Linked DNA regions of Mus musculus: all the other regions are linked to region 2. The links are chromatin contacts, called in public Hi-C and HiChIP or PLAC-seq maps. All regions are on one chromosome and are shown on one strand. Each heading gives the region's core, a stretch centred on a gene start, on an enhancer-like site or on the middle of the called end of the contact. The rest is flanking DNA. Distances are from core to core; before and after follow the strand shown. Region 1 overlaps Ssbp2 (single-stranded DNA binding protein 2). Region 2 overlaps A830009L08Rik (RIKEN cDNA A830009L08 gene). Region 3 holds the start of 4833422C13Rik (RIKEN cDNA 4833422C13 gene).

Region 1 (2,700 bases), core at 79-2,578, 330 kb after region 2:
GAGGCTGCCCCTGAATGTAGGCTAGAAAAAGGGTTTTTTTTTCTTCTGCTCTCTAATTTGCTTTATATGATTAGTAGGACAAAGAAGGTAGATAAAATTACATGAGATAGCCTAGCCATCAGTGAGTAAGCAAGAAAAATCAGGAGACAGCTCAGGGTTTAAGCCACATGTGAGATTACAAGAGGCATTATTTTAGGACCATGGTCTCTGTTTCCCCTGGAACAAGGACAAGCCAGTCATTTTTAATGTTCACTTTATCTAATAAAACACATTTATCTCCTTTTGTATTCCAGAGTGAGGAGCATAGCATGTGTGTCAGTCAGGAGTACAGTTCTGCTAACAGATGATCACAGGGGACTAACATGTATGCATTCTGTAGTACACTGTTGACAGCAAAGGGGTGAAGTAAACTGTGGATTAAAAATAGAGCCTTATGTAATAGAATACCACTCTGTTGAACAACTCTGACCAAACCAGAGGACAGTGTGTTAAGTGACATAAAAGACACAAAAAGCCAGCACTGAGTGGCTCACTCTGACAGAATCTGTTCAAATGCTGGTCATGATGGGCCCCTTGAACGTCCCACTTGCAACCTGAAGCACGTAGGTGGAAAACAGACAGACAAATCAAGCACTTACTAGTAACAAATCATAAAGAAATGCATTTTAAAACGGTTTTTGATGTGCACTTTCTTATAATTTATTAAACACAAGATCTAATGAAATGTTCTCTGTGTGTATGAGAGTGGATGTATGAGAGAGAGAGAGAGAGAGAGAGAGAGAGAGAGAGAGAGAGAGAGACCAAGTGTATGTTCTTTGTGTAGTTCTGGCTGTCCTAGAAATTCTGTTTGGACTAGGCTGGCCTTGAACTCACAGAGCTCTGTATGCCTTTGCCTCCGGAATGCTGTCTTGTGTGTTTTATGTAAAGAGGCTTTCGCTGAATGCTTGTTACTTCAGGACATAGAGAATCTGATTTTTTTCAGAGTTGAATGGTTTTTATTTTACAGTCATCAACATAAAAACGTATTTCACATACATATGTGATAAGAGATAGCTGGCGTAGTTTAGGACCATCTCATAAGTTGTTGGAAGTCTGTCAAAATCAGCCTGGCCTGGCCTGGCTGCCCTGAACTCAGAGGAGCTTCAGTGCCAAGTAAAACTACAGGGTGGAGTTGAAAACCAGGCTCTCTGAAGCTCCTCCTTCCCTCTCTTGCCCCAGAAGGAGAGTTCACAAAAGGGAAAAGAGCTGAGAGCAGCCAGAGACACTGCATCCCCTTCCTGGTTGATGGTTAGAGACTGAGCACAGTGGGGTGTGGCAAGGGTGATTGATGGCTACCACAGTCTAGAAAGAAGTGCTCAGTCCTAATGACTACTTGGTCCTCTGGTCTGTCCAGTAAGGAGAGTTCACCTACTGCAGCTGGTATCTTTGTCATCTGTGGCTTGCTTTCTATTACCACAGTTTTTACTGTATAAGGATGTCATACAATATGTTTGCTCAAATCTGTCCCTTCAATCCTTCCCCTCCAATTCTTTCCTGTCCCCCTCCCCCACTTCTCCCTGCCAGTTCCATGTGTTCTGTTGTGGAGTCCATTGAGTACACTTCGTGTTGCCTGTATATAAATGCCACCACACTTTTTTGTTTATTTTAAAGTAGACCAAGCAGTGAACGGAGAGAGGACAATAGAGAAAAAGATTCTGTGCTTACAAGCACGGGTTTAAGGACAAAGTAGCTATCTCCAGTGACTTTATTTGTACCTTAACTAAGAAAATGAGGAACTATTTAGTGAACTCAAAAATACCAGCTTGACAGTCCAGAGTCTGGAGTTTAAGGCACAGAACTAGACGCTTGTGTGTTTAGCAGTCTGCCCTTGGAGGCTGCCATTCTCTCCCTAGAGGTTAAACCAAAAGGCCAGAGAATGAGGAAACAACTGTTCAGTGCTTGCTGTATACTAGATAGTAACCCATTCTCTCCCGACATGCTGCTTGACTTAATTACATCAAGACAAACATGCCAAAATCCACAAAGCTAGCACTGCGAACATGATCGACAGGGCCAAGTGAACAAAACAAGTCTCCTTTCAAGAATCAAAGCTGCCCCCTAGTGTTCACAGGCTGTAAATACTTATTTTAGGTGGTGCAGATACAGAAATAGCTCAAAGAAAGCAGTTGGATTGATTTGGAAGAATGTTTTCCTGTGGCCTTAGTCTATAACCAGATTAGCAGATGTGCTATTAGTACCACAGTTGCAATAGTGGCATGCTACCTTGCCTGTCCTGTCCACTGCTGCTATTGTTGGGAAACAATGGAAGCCCAAGTTTAAGTGGTCACATAAGCATTAAGTTATTTCATGTTATATTCAGAGGAACATAACTACTCTTTATTTCTCATTAAGAAAACAGAATATTTATAGAAACAGACTTGGAAAGTGTTGTGATCTAAAGTATCCTTCAAGCAGACGTAGTGACTATGTTTAATGGATGCTGTAGAATAGTAGCTAGGTGGTAGAAGGAAAAGACTCTAAAAGTTCATACTAGGACCTGCTATCTCAAAGTATATTTTAAAAAACAGACAAAATAGGTATATATTTAAAATAACATTTTGGTTCTACTTTTTTCCCCTTAAGCCAAATGAGAGTGCTGTCAATATCTACAGGGCCATTTTACCCTCCTAGGAGAGCCAGGCTGGCTGAATAGTTGCCGAC
Region 2 (2,700 bases), core at 29-2,528:
GGGTAGAGTTGGATAATTTCTCTTCGGAGATGTTTATTTCCACTCAAATTTATTTTTGAGGATAGGGAAGAATACTGCTGTCTCTTCTGTGGATACGACTCCAATTCAAGGAGCCAGGCTTTGGTCTGCCCACTGTTGAGACACTGGACCCTTGTGGTTACCCGTGTATAACCTTGGAAATGGGGGGGTATCACCCCCATTATCTAAGGTCCTGGATTTGAATGCAGTAGCTCTAGCCCCCAGAAATTAAATCCAAAGTCAGGATCAGCAACTCCTTTCATCAGCCCCTTGCTGGAAAAACTGTGGTGCCCAAGCTTCAAGAAGGCCCATTCCCTCTCAGTTCTTTCAGGCCCACCCAAACTGAGCAGGATGGAATGTCTAAACGTATGTATGAAAGGGAAAGGGTTCATCCCAGCTGCCTTGTCCACTCCTCACCCTAGCTTTGGGGGTAGCACCAAGCATCTAAGTGGGGAGCAACTGTAAACCACAAACACCCAAACCAGGTGCCTGGCAACTTAAACTATAGAGGAGAGCTGAAAGGGCACGGAGTCTGAAGTTTAGAGAGTTCATCTTGGTATCTGAACAGACCCACTAAGGACAGAAATGGTTATATCCCAGGATTCCCCTTGTGTGGCAGTGTGAAGTCTCAAAATTCATTTTATGACCTCAACGCCCTTTATTCCGAAAAAGGTTTAAACGTCCTGTAAGAGTTTTAAATGCACAGTGGGCATAGGCGGTGGGGAGGCACTCTTCTACTTTGCCTAGCCACTGCTTTCAAATAACCTTTGTGGCGGGGCTAGGATGCAAAGCCACCTTCGCCCAACTGGTGCAACCTCAAAAACAAGCGGAAGCCAACAGGCTGCAGGACCAATCTGCCGCTCGGCCCCAGTTCTCTCTGCAAGCCCTCCAGCCTCCAGCCCCAAGTGCCCCGCAGCCCCTTTCTCACTGCCCACTCGAGCAGGTCCCTGCCCCCCGCCCCAACCCAGCCTCTAGAAACCCACAGTCGCTCTCAGAGCCCACCAGCAAATTCCCAAAAGCCCCCAGCCTTTCCAGGAAAGAGAGAGGGGGGAAAAAAAAAGACCATGACATCACGGGCAGGTTTATTTGGGTTTGTTTGTTTGCTTGTTGGCTCGATTAAATACTCGTGGAAGGTGAACGTACCCCACACAGGAGAAGTTTGATGTTGACAAACTTCTGGTGGCAGCGAGACTGTGTCAGCACAACTTCCGGGATAATGAGAGCTGCTTTGCAGGGAGCGCGGCAGCGGCGGCGGGAGGCTGCCACAGGACGGAACAGCAAATGCTATTCAGCCCGAGCAGTTTCAAGCCGCCCGAGCTGGGGAATTACTGTAGTCGAGCTTCGGCTCTTACCACCGGCGCTGGATCTGGGCGCGCGTTAGGGGGGGAAGCTGCAGGCACAGGGCGCCGAGAGGGGAGCTTTCAAGTTACTTTGCTCCTTGCCTGCACCCGGCAGAGGCTTGCAGGCTGCGTGGTAACTGCAAACATCTTGTTCCCTGCTTCTTTGGGCGGCTGCCCTGGAACCAACCAACTTTTCTCTCCCCCAAAACTCCCTCTTTGTTTCAAATAGGACTCTCCAAAATTTATTCTTGGGAAGACTGACAGCCGGGGTCAAGAAACAGCTGTTGAAGTTAATGTTTCTTCCTCCCACTTCGTCTGATGGTTGTGCCCTGCCAAGACAAAGTGAGAGGCACTGCCTGGTGGCTTCTTTAAACAGACATGCATTTAGCCACCCCCCAAAAAAATGTTTTAAAATGAGGCGGGGAGGGGCACGGGGGCAGTATATTTTCCTGCCTCACATACAATCTGATCAGAAATGCAACAGCATGTGTCTTTCAACTTGTGTTGATTACTTGCTGAAAAGATGCAGCAGATTTTAGTTTTGAGCACTTTGGGCATCAGGGGTGGGGATGAAGGTAGGGGTGATTGGCACTTTACATTTTAGTAAAGGGGATTTTTTTTCCCTTCGGGCCAGACCCACTTGACCCTCTAAGAGACAGAATGGCCTGGGAGAGGGAGAAAAGAGTTTTACTCTTTGGCAAGATGAAGTCACAATGGAAAATTCAAATTGTTGTGCACAACCAGAGCTGGCATAGAACTTGAGCAACCATTTTTATTTGGAGATGACCATAGCCTAGCTTAGGGTGCTACTGTGTCCTAATATCTTTCAGTTCTTCTTTCAGACCAGGGGCTCCTCTTCCTTTCCCTAACACAAGTTGGTCGTCACCCAGAAGGTATTCTAGAGCAGGGGGCTCTCTTCAGGGTGAAGGTGGACTAGGTAACCTTGCATCTCTTGACATTCAGAGAGCTGAAGGGTTGTGAAAGGACTGCTCAGGACTGCTCAGGACTGCCCTCCTGAGAGTTGCCATGCCCTGGCTGAGCAGTGATGTAGATGGGTGAAGGGGAACGCCATTCTTCCCACACCGGAGAACTAACCACTGTGCCACCTGGCTTGTTCTCAGTAGGGCTCGTTGGGTCAGATCCCACGAAGACTTAAAAGGCTCCCTCTACATCACCAGGTTATTCCATCACCACATGGCAATGCAGCTCCGCCACAAACTGCTATTGCATCAGCCCCAGGGATATTTTAGGAAGCTCTCAAGCTGGGTCCAGCAATGCAGGCATCAGGACCGCACTGCCAAAACCAGAGCTGCTGGACAGGTGGCCGCAGTGCCTTCTCTAT
Region 3 (2,700 bases), core at 19-2,518, 370 kb after region 2:
GCGTCAGTGAGGTCCCAGGACAGTCAGGAGGCCCTGGTTCCTGCCACCTCGTCCTGATGTTTTAGGTAGTACCAGACAAGCCACCTCACCCCTCCAGGCTTCCATTACTCCATCCTCAGATCCGAGAGCCACTGAAGGGTTTTGATCCCGTTTCCCCCAAAAGACCTGCTTTGTAAAGCCAGTGGCTGACACTCTACAAAGTATAGCACCTGCTAGCCTTGAGTGTGGGCCTCGAGTTCATATACAGTGTCCTAGATTTTTCTCCCATGAACGTTGGGGTGGGGGGACACTAGAAAACTCAGAATGTTGCCTTCTCTAGTTTTGGTGACTGATGCACTACACCCTCCAGCTCCTCGGGACGTTTGTTTTTCAGTTTGTTTGGCAGTGTAATCAGTTTCCTAACAAAATGATCTTTGGAGCCGCTGTAGTGTCCTAAGAACCTGTAGGTAGAGTTTAAACAAAGGCCGGAGCAGTAAGTGTTGCAATGTCTGTCAGGGGGAAAAAGGCCAACTACTAAACCAACCAAGCAACAAAAAACAGAAGCCAAGCTCTCTAAAACATTTCCACAGCAAAGGCTCTGCCCTCTCCGGAGAGCATGCAATCCCTTCTAAAGCTCCCTCCTCTGCCAAGGTCTTCTGATGATGACCATTGTCCTGCATTCTAGAAACACCTGTCTCTGCCCCATGCGTTTTGGAGCTAGGGCAGCGCTCCTGTTCTGCTCCGAGAGAGGCTGGCGTACTCTACTCCCTCACCCTCCTCGCCCTCCTCGCCCTCCTCGCGACAGTCCCCGGCTGACTCGTAGGACCCTGACCTCTCACCTCCTAAGCACCTGGCAGCGGGCGCGGGCAGCGCCCTTTGGAGCGGGGGCGGGCCCCAGGGGATCGGGATGGCCTGCTGCTGGCGTCTGGGGTTCTCTCAGCCAGGACGATGGAGTCGATGGTGGCGCCGGGTGAGGTGCTCATGAGCCAGGCCATCCAGCCGGCTCATGCCGACTCCCGCGGCGAGCTGAGCGCAGGGCAGCTGCTCAAGTGGATGGACACCACCGCTTGCCTGGCGGGTAGGTGCCGGCCCACGCGAGGGCACCGTCGGTCGGGGAGGGCTGCTGCTGGTGGCCAGGGAGGTGATACTGTCCGGGGATCCTGAAGGACTGGAGTGTCTGAAATTAGGGATGCGCTAGGCTGGCGTGGAAGCCAGAGAGAGCGTGGGAAAAGGAAGGAAGCAAAGTAAAGGGCAGTGTTCCCAGAGCTGAGAGCAGCCGCAGACAGGAATGACTAAGATAGCTGCTGACAGCGACCTAGACTAGTGGTTCTCACATGTTTATTTGGCTGGATTCCTTTCAACTCACAAAACAAAGTGAAGACATCCTCTCCCCGCCTCCACGCAAAGACTTTGCTATATAGATTGCGTATATCTGTACTTAACCATATTTAAAATTCTAAAGATAGAGTTTATTGACTAAGTAGAACTGAGGCTGGAAAAAGTGTTCACACTGCAAGCATGAAACCCCAATTCACTTTGTAGTCTCATAGGCGCGCGCGCGCGCGCGCGCACACACACACACACACACACACACACAAATGTGCACATGTTACTATATTTTCTTAACAAACAACTACATTATTTACTGCAACAGCAAAAGTGTTCTTGCACAACTGGTCAGAATTCATGCTTTTCATGATTTAAAAGCTTGATTGCTCCTTTGCCAGGTTCTCTTCTGTGTTCAGTTTACTACCATTTACTGTTAGGCAGGCAGGGGAAACTTGATATTCCTGAGAGAGAATGGGAGTAAGAAGGCCTGCTGGTATAATCCAGTTGCGAAGGGCTTGCCTAGCTTGCTTGAGGCCGGTGTGATTTCCATCCCAGCACTAAGCGTTGGGGGTGGTGGCACAAAATCATCTAATAAGGACTGAATGATGTCTCTCTCCATGCCATCTCTGAAGTTTGTATTTTGAAAGTGACAGCAAGTACCGTGGTGTGGCTGTGTCGTATAATCGAGGATTAAAGAGATGAGAAGAACACAACCTCATCTCAGGGCACTAAGTCTTTTAGATCTTAGAAGCACGTGACACGTGAGGCCGCAGCAAGAGCCGGCCTGCAAACCAGGAAGAGAGTTTTCACCAGTCTGGTGGACCTGACAGCCTTCAGAACTCTGAGAAACCGAATGTCTATTGTCCAAGCCACCCAGTCCATAATGCTGTGCTATGGCCACCCCAGAAAAGGCAGCTGCTCAGCATTGTTATGATTTATGATCTGACTGTGACCGACTTACGCCTAAAGATAAAAGAAAGGCCTGCTTTTAAAACCAGTGTGTTGTAATATAAATGGCTTTCTAACTAAAAGCCTAGGTTGAGCAGTACATGAATTTCCTGTGCCCATGCTGACTTCTCTCATCTTTGGACCAGTGATAGTCTTGGATACAAGCAAGCCTTGCCACGCTCCCTTCAGAAGAAAGTCTTTTGGTGTCCTAGTGCTATCTCGATTCCCTGGGATCTCTTATCTATGCACAGTGAACTTTCAATACATGAATCATATCTCTGATTCCCACTCAGGACCTCTCTGTATCTTCCCATCATCCCTGAGGTAAAACCCAAAGTCCCCCCATTTTTCACAGATGCTCTTGTAGTGGAGAACTCATTCTCTGAGGAGCCACATAGATAGACATGAGTTGATTCAGAGCCTAGCTTAGGACAGTAGACTGAT

The links. Hi-C and Micro-C count contacts between places; a contact is called where the count stands out from the background. HiChIP or PLAC-seq counts read pairs in DNA pulled down with a chosen protein or histone mark.
Region 1: a contact with region 2 is called in an H3K27ac HiChIP or PLAC-seq map of double positive thymocytes, with 7 times the contacts expected there. The contact joins two enhancer-like sites. A contact is called at or near these places in 1 of 15 datasets of contacts at CTCF or cohesin (pro-B cells), 29 of 484 Hi-C or Micro-C datasets (the C2C12 cell line, DN3 thymocytes, the HL-1 cell line and 21 more) and 15 of 115 datasets of contacts at active chromatin or transcription factors (the 230-238 cell line, T-cell acute lymphoblastic leukemia, astrocytes and 11 more).
Region 3: a Hi-C map of muscle stem cells shows a contact between it and region 2, with 2.9 times the contacts expected there. The contact joins the promoter of 4833422C13Rik here to the enhancer-like site in region 2. A contact is called at or near these places in 2 of 39 promoter capture datasets (frontonasal cranial neural crest and hippocampal neurons), 2 of 484 Hi-C or Micro-C datasets (the HPC-7 cell line and muscle stem cells) and 1 of 9 other capture datasets (adipose tissue).

Annotation. Positions count from the first base shown.
Region 1 is chr13:91,695,148-91,697,847 of GRCm38.p6, forward strand. All of the region lies in intron 16 of Ssbp2 (single-stranded DNA binding protein 2), which reads left to right. Among named protein-coding and RNA genes, the nearest start is that of Gm22778, 27 kb to the right of the region's middle. Within about 2 kb of position 1,329, at least 33 of the 459 cell types and tissues checked have an H3K27ac peak or open chromatin away from gene starts, as enhancers often do. A contact at or near this core is called in the C2C12 cell line, LSK cells, double positive thymocytes and 3 more, where this site is marked.
Region 2 is chr13:91,369,738-91,372,437 of GRCm38.p6, forward strand. It overlaps A830009L08Rik (RIKEN cDNA A830009L08 gene), which reads right to left. Exons shown (of 3, transcript NR_045161.1): 3 at 1-1,687. Among named protein-coding and RNA genes, the nearest start is that of A830009L08Rik, 17 kb to the right of the region's middle. Within about 2 kb of position 1,279, at least 412 of the 459 cell types and tissues checked have an H3K27ac peak or open chromatin away from gene starts, as enhancers often do. A contact at or near this core is called in the C2C12 cell line, the HPC-7 cell line, LSK cells and 7 more, where this site is marked.
Region 3 is chr13:91,740,604-91,743,303 of GRCm38.p6, forward strand. It overlaps 4833422C13Rik (RIKEN cDNA 4833422C13 gene), which reads right to left and starts at 1,269. Exons shown (of 2, transcript NR_015501.1): 1 at 819-1,269. It overlaps Acot12 (acyl-CoA thioesterase 12), which reads left to right and starts at 918. Exons shown (of 15, transcript NM_028790.3): 1 at 918-1,057. The coding sequence starts at 928.